Regions from separate parts of the Mus musculus genome. Here regions 2, 3 and 4 are each linked to region 1. Evidence: chromatin contacts called from public HiChIP or PLAC-seq data. All regions are on one chromosome and are shown on one strand. Each heading gives the region's core, a stretch centred on a gene start, on an enhancer-like site or on the middle of the called end of the contact. The rest is flanking DNA. Distances are from core to core; before and after follow the strand shown.

Region 1 (3,503 bases), core at 637-3,136:
GAGGGTGACCACGACTCAGCCTTGAAAAGAAAGGAGATCGGCACGGGCTACCTTATGAATGAGTCTCAGGAAGATTATGCTAAGTGACGGGTTCAGATGCAATGGGACAAATTCTTACAGGCATCTCTAAGGCAGTCGACTGGGTAGACAGAGAAGGCAGAAAGCTTGGGTGCCGGGAAGGAGGGGGGAGCTGGTGTTAAATGGGCACAGGGTGTAGCTTGGACAAGACAGCAAGTTCTCAAAATGGGTGGTCATGTCAGCCGTCCAGCGTGTGGTGGTAGCTCACATAAAACGACTGTGGAAGTGAGTGTCCTGTCAGGTATATTTTACTATGAATAAAAGCTAAAGTGACCATGCACACCACAGGCGCGCGTGCACAGCATCACAAGCTGAGGGAACTACCACAGAGGGAAGAAGAAAAGTCATTTTCTTGCCGTTGGAACAGGGCACTTGCACGTCGCTCCGCACTGGATCCTGCACTCCCGACCTTTGGACACACCCCAGCCATCCACCTCAGCTGACTTCCCGAGCTTTGCAGAGGCCGTGTGCTCAGATACAGAAGATCTGGGAGAACTCGCCCCTGCAGAAGGGCAGAGGGCGCAGAGGCTGGGCTCCGTGAGCCCCTCTTTGCCTGCCTTCCTTCTGGAAACCTGGCTCTCACCCTATGTGGTATACCAGGAGCTCATGGGAACAGCTGAGGCCGCCCCCCTCCCCCCGACCCTGACGTGCTATGCACCACGTCAGGGCTAGAGCCTGGATTTGGGGACTTGGAGAAGGACAGGGTAGCCCCTCCCCCTCCCCCACATTCACACTGTAGTCTCTTCCAATATGGATATACCTTCTTTACAGCCTCATTTATCTGTAGGCAGGCGGGGGTCTCATTTATTCCAGCATGGCCTCAGGCTTATCTGAGGTTCAGGAAGACCTTGCATGTGCCACCATGACCAGTTGGTGACATGCTGGGAATCGAACCCAAGGCTTGGAGCAGGCTGCATTAGGGCTCTACCGACTGAGCCATATTCACGGCCACATCTTGTTGGGTTACGGTGTTGTATTGTTTCTTAAAATCACCCTTGCCGGTGTGCTGGCACAAGCCTGTGACTTCAGCACTCTTGAGCGATAGAGACAAGAGTGTCTCGGGTTTGGAGCCAGGCAGGGCTGCACAGTGAAGTCCTATCACAAAGAGGTTGAGGAGACATCGGAGCTAGGCAGAGCGCCGGCCTAGCACCACAACCCAAAGCCTTCTTAGGAGTGCGCCCATCTTCACAGGCAGGATGTGGGCCTCACTCCCCAGAGGCCAGGCCTTCTTAGTCTCCTTGAGGACAACAAGATCCAGCTAAGGCAGCCCGGCTGCCAGAACTGCCTGCAAAGTCTCCACTGGGAAGTCCCAAGCACAGCTGTGTGGCCCGGGCTGGCTACCAGGGCTAAGGGTTTTGTGGGAAATATTCTGAGAAGATTTGGGGCTGGATGGGGGTGGAGTCAGGGGCTCCCTGGTCACGTGGGTCCAGAGTGCCCTTTGCCCCCCAGACCTGGGCTGCAGATACTAGTTGGGATTTGAACACAGGTTTGTGGGTTGAGGTGTTCAGAACTTAGTCCTGCTGACCCCTATTGACTGAAAACTCCAGCTGCAGCCTTGGTTCTTCTGAGCGCCTGTCCAGGCCTGAGGGACCTCTGTCTCCCCTCCCGCAGGCCCGTGGTCATGGCTGCCAAAGCAGGCAGCAGGCCGTGCAGATGGTCTGGGCAAGGGTCTCCACAGGGCTCTGGGTTCTGGGTGGAATTAAAAGCCAATAACCTCTCGGTAGGAATCAGGATGATGAAAGGAACTTCGTCCTTTAAGGACAGACAGGAGGCAAGTGACTGAAGTTGCAAAGAATGCTGTGGTTGAACTTTTTTTTTTTTCTTTCTTCTGTTATTTGTTTTCTGGCACAATCTGTCTCTGTGACTGGGCTGAGGGCTGTGTCCCTGCGACAAAGGCCTCTTTCTTATGACAATTTAATAGCTCCAACACGGGACAGCCCTGACTCTCCCATGGGCCCCACTCTGAAGGTTGCTGAAGGAGGTAGAACACCGGCTGCTTTGCTGCCGTCTGGTTCAAACTGAACTGAGGGAGATCTGGAGGAGAAGGACTGGCCTCCCAAATTTTAACCTCCTCCTCCTCTTCCTCCTCCTTCTCCTCCTCCTCCTCCTCCTCTTCCTCCTCCTCCTCTTCCTCCTCCTCTTCTTCCTCCTCCACCTCCTCTTCCTCCTCCTCCTCCTCCTCCTTCTCCTCCTCCTCCTCCTCTTCCTCCTCCTCCTCCTCCACCTCCTCCTCCTCCTCCTCCTCCTTCTCCTCCTCCTCCTCCTCCTCCTCCTCCTAGCAAAACTGCCAAAGGTCAAGGGGAGCTGATGCGTGGCCGTGGATGGGACATGGATTACGACGTGAATTCCAGGCTCTGTAGTAGGAAGTGGTTTAGAAAGCTAAGCAAGGACCAGGTCAGGGAGGCCTGAGCTGCTGCCTGGGCAGACTCTCCCCGTGAGTTCCTTGGGGCTATTGGAGCAGAGACTTCTCAGGGTTCCTGTGGCCAAAAGTCCATAGTCAAGGTGTCAGCGGGGCCAGGCTCTTCGGTAGCTCTAGGGAGGATCCTTCCTGCCTGTTCCAGCTCCGGGTGGCACCTGAACATTCCGGGAAGGCTTTTATTTGTATCTGTATCAGCTCAAACTCTGTCACACTGTCACAGGGGTGTCTTCCCCCCAGTGTGCCTGTATCGCTACAAACCCCCATTGTGTCTCTCTAACCTCCTCAATCCTCCCCACCCCGCTTATCTCATAAGCATTCCCAGTCATAGAGGACTTGGGACCCATTCTAGTCCAATAAGTCCAATAACTGAATGAGGCAGGGCCCACTGCCATGGAAGAACCTCCGCAGCGCTGGCAGTTAAGACATCACCCCCACCCCCAATCACCTCCATTCTGGAACTTTCTAGGACAAGTGACCCCTGCTCTGTATCTCTGTCTTTCTCAGTGACCTTGCCCATCTGTCCACCTCTCCCACTAGGTGGGTCCAGGCAAGCAGTTCACGACTTAGGTGCCACCAGATCATCTTGGTCCCACCTCTCTGGGGTGTCCCTTCCCTTGCTCCCACTCCCTTCCTCCCTTTCTCTATCCTTCCCTTCCTCCTTTCACCTCCTCTTCCTCCCTCTGTTCTGTATATTCTTCCTTACCCACCACTCAGGGGAGCCATTAAGGGCTATGGTTCTCACCATAGCGGCAAGCACCTATAGACACACTCAAAGCCTTCCTCAACATTAGCATCTGCTTCCTGTAGGACTGGCCGCGTAGACTGATTCTCACTGACGTGATTTTTGTACATTGTTGTCTCCCGGCCTCCCCAGGGAGATAGAAGATGCTCTTGACAGTTGAGCCGGGATTTCAACAGAGGACATCCAAAGTACTCATGATGGGGGTTGACATACTGCCCCCACGGAAGCTGACCCCAGTTCCCTACCACTTTGGAGGACTCTTTC
Region 2 (3,503 bases), core at 626-3,125, 440 kb after region 1:
CCCAGCAGCCCTACAGAGAGACAGGAGGCAGAGAGAGGGTCGACAGAAGTTTGCAGGCTAGCTAGGCTGTCCTACGCCATGGTTAACAGAGACCTTGTCTGGAACAAGATGGAAGGGTAGGTGGGAGGTAGTCCTTCAACCTTCATACACAGACTGCGGTGTGATGTGTTTGATTTTTTTTTTTTTAATGTGTATGGGTCTTTTGCCTGAATGTATGTCTGTGTGCCACATGCATGCAGTGGCCATGGAGGCCAGAAGAGGGTGTTGTATACCCTGCAACTGGAGTTGCAGCTGGAGCCACCATTTAAGTCCTGGAAATCAAACCTGGGTCTTCTGGAAGAAAAGCCAGTGCTCTTAACCCCTAGGCCATCCCTCTAACTCCCTGCCCCCTAGTTAGAAAGAAAAGAAAAACAAAAAAAGGGAGAGAGAAAGCAAGGGAGGCCTGGTCTCTATGATCACAAAGGTGATCCAGGAGGGTGAGACGGATGGTGAGACGCCTCCGAGTGCTGGACTGGCACACGTGCTGCTGGAGGGACACCAGGCTACTCTTCCATCTTACGGGAGAGAGAGCGAGATTACTGAAGCACTGACTCAGCCTCAGCTGGGTTGACACCCCAGTGAGCCGTGCCAGCCCAGGGTGGGCACCTCTGAGGCTTTCTTCTGATTCTGGGTCCTTTACTAGAGCGCTGCTCACTGCCTCTATGGAGTGCCCTCCCTACCCTGAGGAGGAGGGAGCCTTCCATATTCTAAAAACAGTCGTGTTATTCTAGCATGGCCTGAGGATGCTCGGGGCCAGTCAAAGCAGTTTTCAACTATGGGTCGTGTTGGCATCCCTGGCCTCTGTTGTTAGACATTAACAGCATCCATTCCCCACACCCTCCACTCACAGCATCCCAGACGGCCAGGGCACACATTCTCCATATTCTCTGGGAGGCAAATCTGAGAAATGCTTTCCTATGTAAGATCACCCGAAACAGGAAACAGGGACATGAGCACGCAGAGGCCAGAGGGGAGCCCAAGATCATACTGACTTGTGAAAAGGCTTCTCAGTAAGTCCAGGAATCCCCCTCAAGACCTCGGAAGCTCGCCCATACTGTGGTTTTCCATCTGAAGTGCTCATTATAAAGAAAAGAGGAACCACAGCAGCCCAGGATTCTCCAGAAGTGTGCCCCTGGCCACCCAGATGGACCAAGGACCCAGTCCATGACAGTTAGAAGGAATGGTGAATCCATCGTCACCCTGTTAGCAACCCCCAATCCTAGCACTACTTTGCCCGTAGAGATATTAAAAAAAAAAATAGGGATAGAAATGACACGCAGTGACAATCACTGTGGCACTCCACATAACCGAATATCATCCTAGGCTAGACCTCGTGCCCCTTCTCCTCTGCCTCCTGAAGAACGGTGACAGGTCTACACAATGCCACCCGTTTCCTGTGATCTTGCTCCTGAGGCTGGGTATGGGCTGCACGGCTTGTGATTAGCAATTTCCAATATCTAGCAAGAGAGCTTAGATAGCGTCCCCAGTTCTCCCACCACCCATAAGGCTGGGTGAGCCGAGGCCTCATCTGGGGTCTCAGAGTTTGCATGCCTGTGACACAGCACACAGTAAGCTGCAAGGTCAATGAAAACTCAGCCAGAAACTTGTTTGAGGTTGTTAGCGTCAAGGGCCCAAGCAACAGTGAGTCACCTAAGCTTCTAACGGACAAGGGTTAAAGGGACGGAGGAGATGGTCAGGGTCCTTAGGGGAAGCAGAGAGTGAGGGTCTTGTATCTAGGTGGAAGCTGAGCCTGCCAGGAGCTGGCATTGGGAGGCCTCCAGCTCACTGCTGAAAGGATCTGACCACAGGGGCTGTGGCTTTGGGAGGAGTGTTGCTAAACACTATGAGTCACCCCTGGGGGAAGTGCCTAAAACAGGCTGCCTCATGAGGCCAGGTGGATATCCCACTCCAGAGGCCACATCCCACTTTCCTGGGTCAGCAGCTTGCAAGGTGGAGGGCACCGGCACCTTCCCATAAGGCATTGTCAACAAGCCCTGCCACCAACCCCACACACAGTCAAGACTCTGGGCCTGTCACCACCCTCCCTGGCAAGATGAACAGTGAACAATACCTTCCCAGATTGGCCAGCAGACTGACAAACAGGTTAGACTACATCAATGTATCCCACTCCAAATGCCCAGTGGCCTGTCCCTGGCATCTCAGCCTTAGGTGGGAGCCAGAGGTACACTCTCCTGAGAGAGCCAGCCAGCCAGCCAGCCAGCCAGGCCTCTCGCTCTGCAGCTGACCGGAGGCTCACCCCAGTCAGTATACAGAGTTACGTATGCTTCATCGACCACTGCCAAGGGCAGCCACACCCAGCCACACTTCCCTGGTTCTTGAGATCAGCACTAGGCAATGTGGCTGGACAGAAGAAGGCATTGGATACACAGAAACTTTGGCCACTAGTTCAGACTGGTTGTAAGCGGTTTTGTTTACCCTTCACTCACTCATTCAGTTGCTGTGATATTGTAGAGCCCCACAGTATCCACATAGAGCCAGCCCACCCTCTGTGCTTGCAAGAGTTCCTTCTACCCCGGAAGATTCAGCCAGTCGTAGTTAGAAAGCCTTCTGCAGGTGGGAATTCAACAGCTCTACAAAACATGCATAGATATCTTCCTTATGATTTTTTATAAGCAAGATAGCTCAGCTCTGCCTATCAACCTTTCACACGGTGTTGTGTATACAAGGAACCCAGAGCCTACTTGAAGGACACAGGAAGACACGTTGCATATATAACCTTATATGCAAAGCATGCAATTTTAGACAAAGGACTCAGGGACGAACATCTGGGATTCGGGTATCTGAAGGGTCGCAGAGAGCAATCACCATGAATACTGAAGGATGACCGTATTCTAGGCCGTGAAAACAGAACATTACCACTCCCAAGGTACAGCTGACAGCGAGTTGGGGGTAAGGCGGGGTGGGAGTGCGGTGTAAAGAGGGAACCAGGTGATGGGAGCGAGAGTGGAAGTGGGGGTCCTGGAGGAGGGTCTTCTGAGGAAGGGGCACTGTGAACGGAGCCACGAGCAACCAGAAGGCAGCTGTGTCAAACCCTGGCTCACAGGAAACGCACAACATTTCTGGGGTGGGAACATGCTTGTAGTATTTAAGGGACAGAACCAAAAATCCACATGCTCAGAGGACAAGCCAGGTGAGTGAGTGAGTGTGTGTGTGTGTGTGTGTGTGTGTGTGTGTGTGTGTGTGTGTGTAATGTAAACCAACAACCTTGGGAAGTTCCTAGTGGCGGCTAACCTGGAAGCCATGGGGGAGGGGAGACAGAAACTCAGTAAGGTTATTATTTTCTGGAGTTTGCAGCCAGGAGGAGGCAAGACCTGAGTGTGGCTGGGGAGGACACAGGGGAAGACATCCTGGGAGTGTTTCAGAGTTGTGGCCAATAGGAGTGGAGATGTCCCCAGTGGCAGATCAAAGGGCAGCCTCCATGGGGACTCCAGGGATCCTGTCCC
Region 3 (3,503 bases), core at 355-2,854, 420 kb after region 1:
ACCACCTCGGTATCTTTATTCAGCAGACACTGCCACTGGAAGGGAGGGCTATGTCTAAGCAAGGCTTGTTTCCATGCGTGACAAGGACATCCTCTTTGAATGCCCCCTGGCCTGCCTGCATGACTCTGTCTGTCTGTCTGTCTCTCTGTCTCACACACACACACACACACACACACACACTCCTGGCTGGCCATTCCTTGGGCTCTGGCTTTCCTCAGTAGCAGCTTTCTCTTTGAGCTGTGGCTCACTCACTCTGTAATGGACCTCGAAGGTTCTGGTTTCCCGGGGCCTGGATGGCCAGTGAGCTCCTCTTCTTCTCATGCAATCATCCCGAAAGGGCTCCAGGTCCTCTCTGCCCCACCCCCAGCCTCCTGACTTATAGGAACCGAATATTAAGGCTCTCCACGGCAGGCCCCTTAAGACTCTCTTCACCTGAGTCCATAGCCGGGCTTCAGGGTGAATTAGAAACACTACTGTTAGGGGTTAGGTATGTAGACCACTGTATGTTGCTATTGGAGGAACCTCAAAGTGACCTCCAATCCAGAAAAGAAGACCAGTAGCCAGGGTGGGGTTCAAATCAGAGACTTCTGTCATAAACTAGCTAAGGTATGTCGTCGCACAGGTGAGCAGCCTTGAGCAGATAATAATATGACCGTAGTTAGGAATTGAGAGTGTGAGCCTTGTGTGGTGACCCTCAGCATAATAAAACACAACTTCTGTGGTACCAACTACACATGGCTGGCTACCTTCTTGCTCATGACAGAGGCTGGATCCTATCTAGTCCAGGAGCCAAGCTCACACTACGTCCTAGTCCCCAGCTGAACCCAGCATGGTCCCCACAGCCGTTCCTGTCCCGGCCCAGCCCAGGCCTGACTCACTCACCTTTCACACAGAGCCCTTTAGCGAAGAAGTTGCACACAGCTGAACTGGACTCTGGAGGAGAAAGAAACCGGAGGAGAAGGTGGCGTTCCCAGAGCTGGAGCCTTGCGGCAAGTCCCACCTAAGCCTCCGGGCTTGGAGCTGCGTGGGCCCCGACTACTCTCTCTGGCTGGGCTTTGGAGTTTTGTTGTTTACCTGTTCCTTTGCCCGTCTGTTTATGCAACTGTCTCGCCCTGTAGTTCAGGTTGGACAGAACCGCCACAATCCTCCCGCCTGCCTCTCAGCCCCTTGGCGGCCCCAGTCCACCATCAAAACCAGTTCTCATTTGTCTCCGTCTGTGGAGGCTGAGTCAACGGGGTACCCTCTTCCGAAACCCTTCCCCCACCGCCCAGAACCAGTCTCTAAATTCCACTTAAACTCAGCCCACCTCTGAGGCAGGAGGTGGAAGGTTTCGGGGGCACCCAGGGAGCTCTGGCAGCTCGGAAGTCTGCCTTTCTATCCCGGGCAGTGAATACCCAGAAGCTGTGTGGGAGAGACGCACAGCACCTCCAGGACCTGAGCAGGGGACACAGGCATCGCCACTCACTGTCCATGCCCTGGAAAGGCAGTAGCCCAGTGCCCTTCTGCGATTCCACATCCAGCTCAAAGGCGAACGTGAACCCTTGCAGCCCGGCAATGACCTCCTCCATCTTCCGTCTCCCGCCGGAAAAGCAGAAAGAGCCAAGATGCCAGAACCCCCGCAGGTGGCTCCTATATAGCCCATCCGCACCTAATCCTAATTAACGGGGCCAGGCCCTATCTGATGCTGGCCCCTCTTTCTCACCCTCTCAGGTCACCTCTTCCTTCAAGGGGCCAGGTGACTGCACGTGACTTTCTGGCTGAGTGTACCCCCAGAGGCTCCTCGGCTGCCTCAGCCCTCCCACCCACCCATGCAGGTGCAGGCCTTCCAGGGCCCCACACCCCCACACTGTTCACACAACCCCCATCCTCAGCTGGGGAAGGGATTGGCAAAGACTCACACCTGCTTATCTCTGCCGATCACAGAACAGAGCCGTTGCCAAACCAGTGTCCCATTGTATGTGTGGGGATATAACTACCCATTGATGCGAACCTACTGCATACAGCGATGCCCAGGTGTTGGGTGGAGTGGGATGGGGGTAGTCAGAGGGTGTGTGGGACAGAGGAAAGGTTCCTCCACTAGGTCCCAGCCACTCTCCCTCCCACCAGGCCCTCTGAGCCTCTTTTCTAGACGGAATGACAAACCCCAAGCGTGCTCTTCCTGGAAGGGGGGTGGGGGGGGACAAAAGGAATGCAGGCCAGAAGCATCGGAAACAGTTCCATGAAGGGCCCTTTGTTTACCCCGCAGGCAATCACAATGGTAAGCTCCGAAGGAGGTGGAACCGACCCAAGGCTGGGGGTGACCTCCCAGCGAGGAATCCACTGGGCCACCCCAGAGCCTCCCTTACCCGGAGAAAATGCTTTGTAAATGAAATATCCATGCAAATGTTGTTTTATTATTATTAGGCCAACCCTGCCCTGAAGGGCTGAGGACCTCAGAATCGGCTTTCTTAGGAGCATTTTTAAAGCTCTAATTAAACCAGGCTATTTCCTTCCCCCTCCTGGGTCCTGAAGTGGCCTGGCCTCTCCAGGAGCCACTGTTACCAGGACATGTGGGCTTTTTAGGCCCTAGGAACTAGAACTAGAGACATCTCCTCCCCGGGACCCAGCGGGGAGAGGTAAGCTTGGCGCTGCAGGCCTGTGGCTGAGCCGACAGGATCCAGCCTGCCAGCTTTGTTTCCTGCGGCTGTTATGCCTAGATCTGTTGTTCTTTTGAACTCCAGATCTGAAAAGACAGCAGCTGGAGAGATAGATCCGCGCTGGGAATGGCCTTGGAGCTGGGTGGGGCTGGAGTAAGAGTAGCCTGGGATCACCCTGTACCCGGGACTGTAGGCAGAATGGCTGTCTAGGGCTGGAGATCAAGGGTCCCTGGGGAAGAGGCTCTTGCATCTCTTGACCCTATCCTTAGGTATTGATTAGGTCCTTGGTCTGTCACCTTGGGATTATTTGAGAGTCCCATGGGTCTGCTAGAGAAGGCAGAGGGGGCAACCAAGGTGCGGAAAGCTCAAGGGCACACTGCAGAGCCACGTCCTGGAGGTCACTGCCATGGGTGGGGGCTTGGGGGGCTGGAGGGACACTCAGGCTATGGGGCAGAAACAACACTGGACAGAATACGGGTTGGATGGAGGGATGAGGGCAAGGAAAGGTGGCAGAGAGTATGTTAGGAGAAAAATCTGGTGATGATGGGGGGGGGGGGGGCTTTGTCCAGAAGAGGGGCCTGACCAAGACTCAAGCAAAAACAAGCATTCAGAGAAGAAAGGGTGCAGTGGGCAGTAGGCTGGGAGGTGGAGGAGGGGAGGAGTCCTAGGCCACTTCAGAGGTTTGGATTGTTTTGTTTTGTTGTTTTGTTTTTGAGACAAGGCCTTTCTCTACTTAGCCCTGACCAACCCCAACTCACTAGGTAAATTGGCCTGTCTCCGCTGGGCTAAAAGGCATGAGCTGGGCTGGAGAGATGACTCAAGAGGTTAAGAGCACTGGCTGCTCTTCCAAGAGGTCCTGAGTTCAAT
Region 4 (3,503 bases), core at 591-3,090, 390 kb after region 1:
CTTGACCTAATTTGAACCTTCCAATGATTTCTAATAACTGGCAAGATTATGGCTTCATTCTATCTGTACAATCAGTAAGATTAAACCTTTTGGAGTACATTAATGCCATGGACCAGATTATAATTCTGGCAAGCACCTTCTAATTTCCAATTTAGTTTGATCATTTTTTTTTTGACACAAGTACAGGCTTTCTACTACAATTACTATAGAACCAAAATCAGTCACTCAATTCAGTCTAGGGACCTTAAAATTCTCACCACTGGATCAAGTCATCTCAGAATGTTGGGGAACCCCAGTCCCATGAAATAACTGTTTCAGGGAGAAGCCTTGCAAAACAATGATTACATTCATAACCAAAGAATGCAAGGAACAAGACTCAGGGCTGAGGAGATGGCCCAGCCACGGAAGACCCCTGTTAGTCCTACAGAGGACTGGGGTTTTGTTCCCAGCCCTCCTCTGAGTCTACGTTGACACTAGACACGCACGTCGTGATGTACATACATATACACAGGCAAACCACTCATACACATAAAATAAAATAAGTAAAATCATTTATGAGAGAAAATAAAAAAGCAAGCCTACGATCCACCTTCTTTAAGCCTGAGACGACTACGGAATAAAGAGCCGCGAGCCTGAATAGACTTAGATAAATAAATGAGTCTCTCTAAATCCGTTCTCTGTTCTCCACCAGAGAAATGAAAAAGTACAACTTAGCGTAGATGTAGATAGATCGTCAAGCATCTTATTAGGAGACTTTCCAGTAAGAAATAAAGCCAGCCTTCTTCATTCTGAGGTAAGGCGTCCCAACTTACTTCTTCCCAGACGGAAAATAAGGAGAAAAGAAACTTCATCTGGATCGGGCCTAAAGCCCCGAGGGGCCGCCCGCCTAGTGAGGGTTGAGAGTAACTCGTGGTGTTAGCCACCTCCCTGCTCCCAGCCAACTGGCCCCTCATCCAAACTGTTTAGAATCCTGCCTGCTAATGCTACAACCGAGAGTGGGTCACCACCCACCCGGGTCCATCAGATGAGGGAGGGCACAGCGCTGCGGTCTGCCCTAAGCCCTCCCAGCTGCAGGGGTTAAGCCCAACCCCCGCCTTTCTCCTGACCTTGGGGCGCCAGCAGCTCCCCGCCCCCGAAGCATCCCGTCCCCTCTCCGAGGCGCCTCGCTCGAAGGGAGCCATCTCTTCCAGATCGGCCATCCCTCCCATCCCCCTACCACCACCGCCCGCCTCAATTTAGGAAGGACCACACCGTCCGTCTCGTCGGGCCGAACAAACCTCATTCCGAAGCGGAAAGGGCAGAAGACGAAGAAAACAAGGAAAAGACGGAGAAGGGGCAGCCCTGGATTCCAGAGCGTCGCCTCCCTGGCTGCCCACGGGGTCCAAGTGTCAGAGGCGGCGCCACCTTCTCCCCTCCGCCTCCTCCGACCGCAGAGCAGCGCAGCCCAGAGCCTCGCACCACCACCCCGCCGGCTCCGTCCGCCCCTCGGCTCCAGAGCGCACATCCTCGGCCGAGGGGCCGCGGAGAAAGCGGGTTCCCCCCTTCCCTCACCTGGGGCGGAGGCGCTCGCTCATGGCAGCTGGTGAAGGCGAGCGACGCGGCGCCGCCCCGCGCCGACAGCGAACAGTCGGAGCTGTGTCCCGGCGCCCGCCACGCCCACCCGCACGGGTCTGAGCTCTGACCGCCGCCGCGCGGGTGGTTGCTGCGGGCGCTGAGTCCCCCTCGGGCCGACCCGGACCACAGCCACTTCCGGTGTCGCCTCCGCGCCTCCCCATGTCGCAGGCGCCGTGGTACTGTCCTCCTGCGGCTGCGCGGAGGCGGGACGCCGGCCGCGCTTTCCCATCACCGCGCACGCAGGAAGAGGCGGGTCCCAGAGGGAAGACTGACCGGGAACTTCCAGGACCCCCGTTTAGGTGTCCGGGGCAGCCGCCTGTTCAAAAACAAAACAGGACACGACGTAAAAGTCAAGCCAGATTTTAGATAAATTACATTATTTGACGATCATTGATACTTGTCTCTGCGTTAAGCCTCTCTAAGGTGAAAATTTTAAAAAGAACCAGACGAGCTCCATCAGGCACAGACGCGGACGGCCACAGGCTCAGGGGTCCTCTGGTTGGGAAGGTGTTGGTGGGCTCCGGGTTCTAAGAGTGTGCGGCGTGGAACTTCGCGTCTCCGAACGGTGCGGAGCCCGTTCCATGGAGTAGCTAAGGGCTGGGCTATTTTTCCGCGACCTTTGTTGCAGGTCAAGAGAGGAGTGCGGAACAGGCGAACGGGATAACGGAGTTCCGTACCGGGAAGGGCCACGCCCACCTGCTGGAAGAGGCCGGACCGAGAGGTGTGGGGGAGACCGGCAGGCGTGGGAACGCGGCGGTGTGGACGGAGCTGCCTCGCGGCTGGCGAGGTGAGCTTGATCAGTGGCGAATCGCGAGGTCCCTGCCCGCCGTGAGTTGCGCACACCTGTCATCCCCATTCTTGGGAGGAGAAGCTGCAAGACCAGGAGGTCAGAATCATCCTCGACTGTGTAACAAGTTCGAAGCCAGCCTGGGCTACTTGAGACCTTGTCTCCCATGTGATCTCACCACCACCACCAGAATACGTGTACTCTAAGACTTGGGGAAGTCTTAACTTTGGTTGTCAGACGCATTCCCTTTTCTCTGTCAGGAGCATAATCCAGTTCTTTGTCTAGGACTCAGTACTATCAGCTCCCCACCTTACACAAACTGATATTCAGAGTTTCTGCCAAACGTGAACAGTGATCCATAAGCATGGGGGTCTTTAGGAGAGTCGACAAGAGGTCAGGCAGGAAAACGAAACCCCTGTTAAAGTGTAGGGTGTAGAGTCTGGCGTAGTAATGCACGCCTTTTAATCCCACTACTCAGGAGGCAGAGCAAGCTGATCTATGTGAGTTCAAGGCCATCCTGGTCTACCTAGTGAGAGTTCCAGGGAAGACAAGGCTACCAGGTAAGACCCCATCATCTCAAAAAAGTCTACCGTTAAAACTGGAAAGTCCAACCGGGCGGCGGTGGCGCGCGCCTTTAATCCCAACACTTGGGAGGCAGAGGCAGGCGGATTTCTGAGGTCAAGGCCAGCCTGGTCTACGGAGTGAGTTCCAGGACAGCCAGGGCTACACAGAGAAACCCTGTCTCCAAAACAAAACAAACAAAAAAACTGGAAAGCCCATGTATTGTCTTTGTCGTGTGCCCTTCAGTGCGGCAGTGCATTCTCACTAACAGAAGACTTATGGTGCACTCGGTGGGAAACAGTTTGGGTGTGCCTTTTATGAACGATAAAGTAATGGTTGCTTTAAACAAATGGATTTTTATCTTGTAAAGTGGTTTCAGACTCAGGGTTTGGGGGGTTTGTTTGTTTTTTATTTTTTTTAATCTATTTACTGGCCAGGAGGTATTTTCAGTCACGGTATTAAATAGTTATAGTAAACATGTTTATTCGTTCAACAAATGTCACATACCAGCGTCAGTGGTAGAGGTGTGTCTGCGTGGGCA

Evidence for each region. HiChIP or PLAC-seq counts read pairs in DNA pulled down with a chosen protein or histone mark.
Region 2: an HNF4G HiChIP or PLAC-seq map of pancreatic cancer cells shows a contact between it and region 1. The contact joins two enhancer-like sites. A contact is called at or near these places in 2 of 484 Hi-C or Micro-C datasets (the N1E-115 cell line and embryonic fibroblasts) and 4 of 115 datasets of contacts at active chromatin or transcription factors (craniofacial prominence, embryonic hindbrain, embryonic limb bud and 1 more).
Region 3: a contact with region 1 is called in an HNF4G HiChIP or PLAC-seq map of pancreatic cancer cells. The contact joins the promoter of Cpsf4l here to the enhancer-like site in region 1. A contact is called at or near these places in 1 of 39 promoter capture datasets (embryonic stem cells), 4 of 15 datasets of contacts at CTCF or cohesin (the NIH/3T3 cell line, embryonic stem cells and large pre-B cells), 17 of 484 Hi-C or Micro-C datasets (B cells, the G1E-ER4 cell line, the N1E-115 cell line and 10 more) and 3 of 115 datasets of contacts at active chromatin or transcription factors (the SCID.adh cell line, embryonic basal ganglia and pancreatic cancer cells).
Region 4: an H3K4me3 HiChIP or PLAC-seq map of forebrain shows a contact between it and region 1, with 7 times the contacts expected there. The contact joins the promoter of Fam104a here to the enhancer-like site in region 1. A contact is called at or near these places in 6 of 39 promoter capture datasets (the 3T3-L1 cell line, cranial neural crest, frontonasal cranial neural crest and 3 more), 3 of 15 datasets of contacts at CTCF or cohesin (the NIH/3T3 cell line and large pre-B cells), 6 of 484 Hi-C or Micro-C datasets (the N1E-115 cell line, cortical neurons, embryonic fibroblasts and 3 more), 26 of 115 datasets of contacts at active chromatin or transcription factors (the 230-238 cell line, DN3 thymocytes, the NIH/3T3 cell line and 20 more) and 4 of 9 other capture datasets (adipose tissue, embryonic trunk, liver and 1 more).

The regions. Positions count from the first base shown.
Region 1 is chr11:113,290,600-113,294,102 of GRCm38.p6, forward strand. The region is part of intron 7 of Slc39a11 (solute carrier family 39 (metal ion transporter), member 11); the gene reads right to left. Among named protein-coding and RNA genes, the nearest start is that of Gm51927, 17 kb to the right of the region's middle. Within about 2 kb of position 1,887, at least 102 of the 459 cell types and tissues checked have an H3K27ac peak or open chromatin away from gene starts, as enhancers often do. A contact at or near this core is called in the NIH/3T3 cell line, adipose tissue, cerebellum and 8 more, where this site is marked.
Region 2 is chr11:113,731,881-113,735,383 of GRCm38.p6, forward strand. The region is part of intron 1 of Cdc42ep4 (CDC42 effector protein (Rho GTPase binding) 4); the gene reads right to left. Among named protein-coding and RNA genes, the nearest start is that of Cdc42ep4, 18 kb to the right of the region's middle. Within about 2 kb of position 1,876, at least 184 of the 459 cell types and tissues checked have an H3K27ac peak or open chromatin away from gene starts, as enhancers often do. A contact at or near this core is called in embryonic fibroblasts and pancreatic cancer cells, where this site is marked.
Region 3 is chr11:113,707,922-113,711,424 of GRCm38.p6, forward strand. It overlaps Cpsf4l (cleavage and polyadenylation specific factor 4-like), which reads right to left and starts at 1,605. Exons shown (of 8, transcript NM_026682.2): 1 at 1,466-1,605; 2 at 883-933. The coding sequence starts at 1,568.
Region 4 is chr11:113,682,311-113,685,813 of GRCm38.p6, forward strand. Fam104a (family with sequence similarity 104, member A) reads right to left here and starts at 1,841. Exons shown (of 3, transcript NM_138598.5): 1 at 1,552-1,841. The coding sequence starts at 1,775. D11Wsu47e (DNA segment, Chr 11, Wayne State University 47, expressed) reads left to right here and starts at 2,124. Exons shown (of 5, transcript NM_001361593.1): 1 at 2,124-2,401.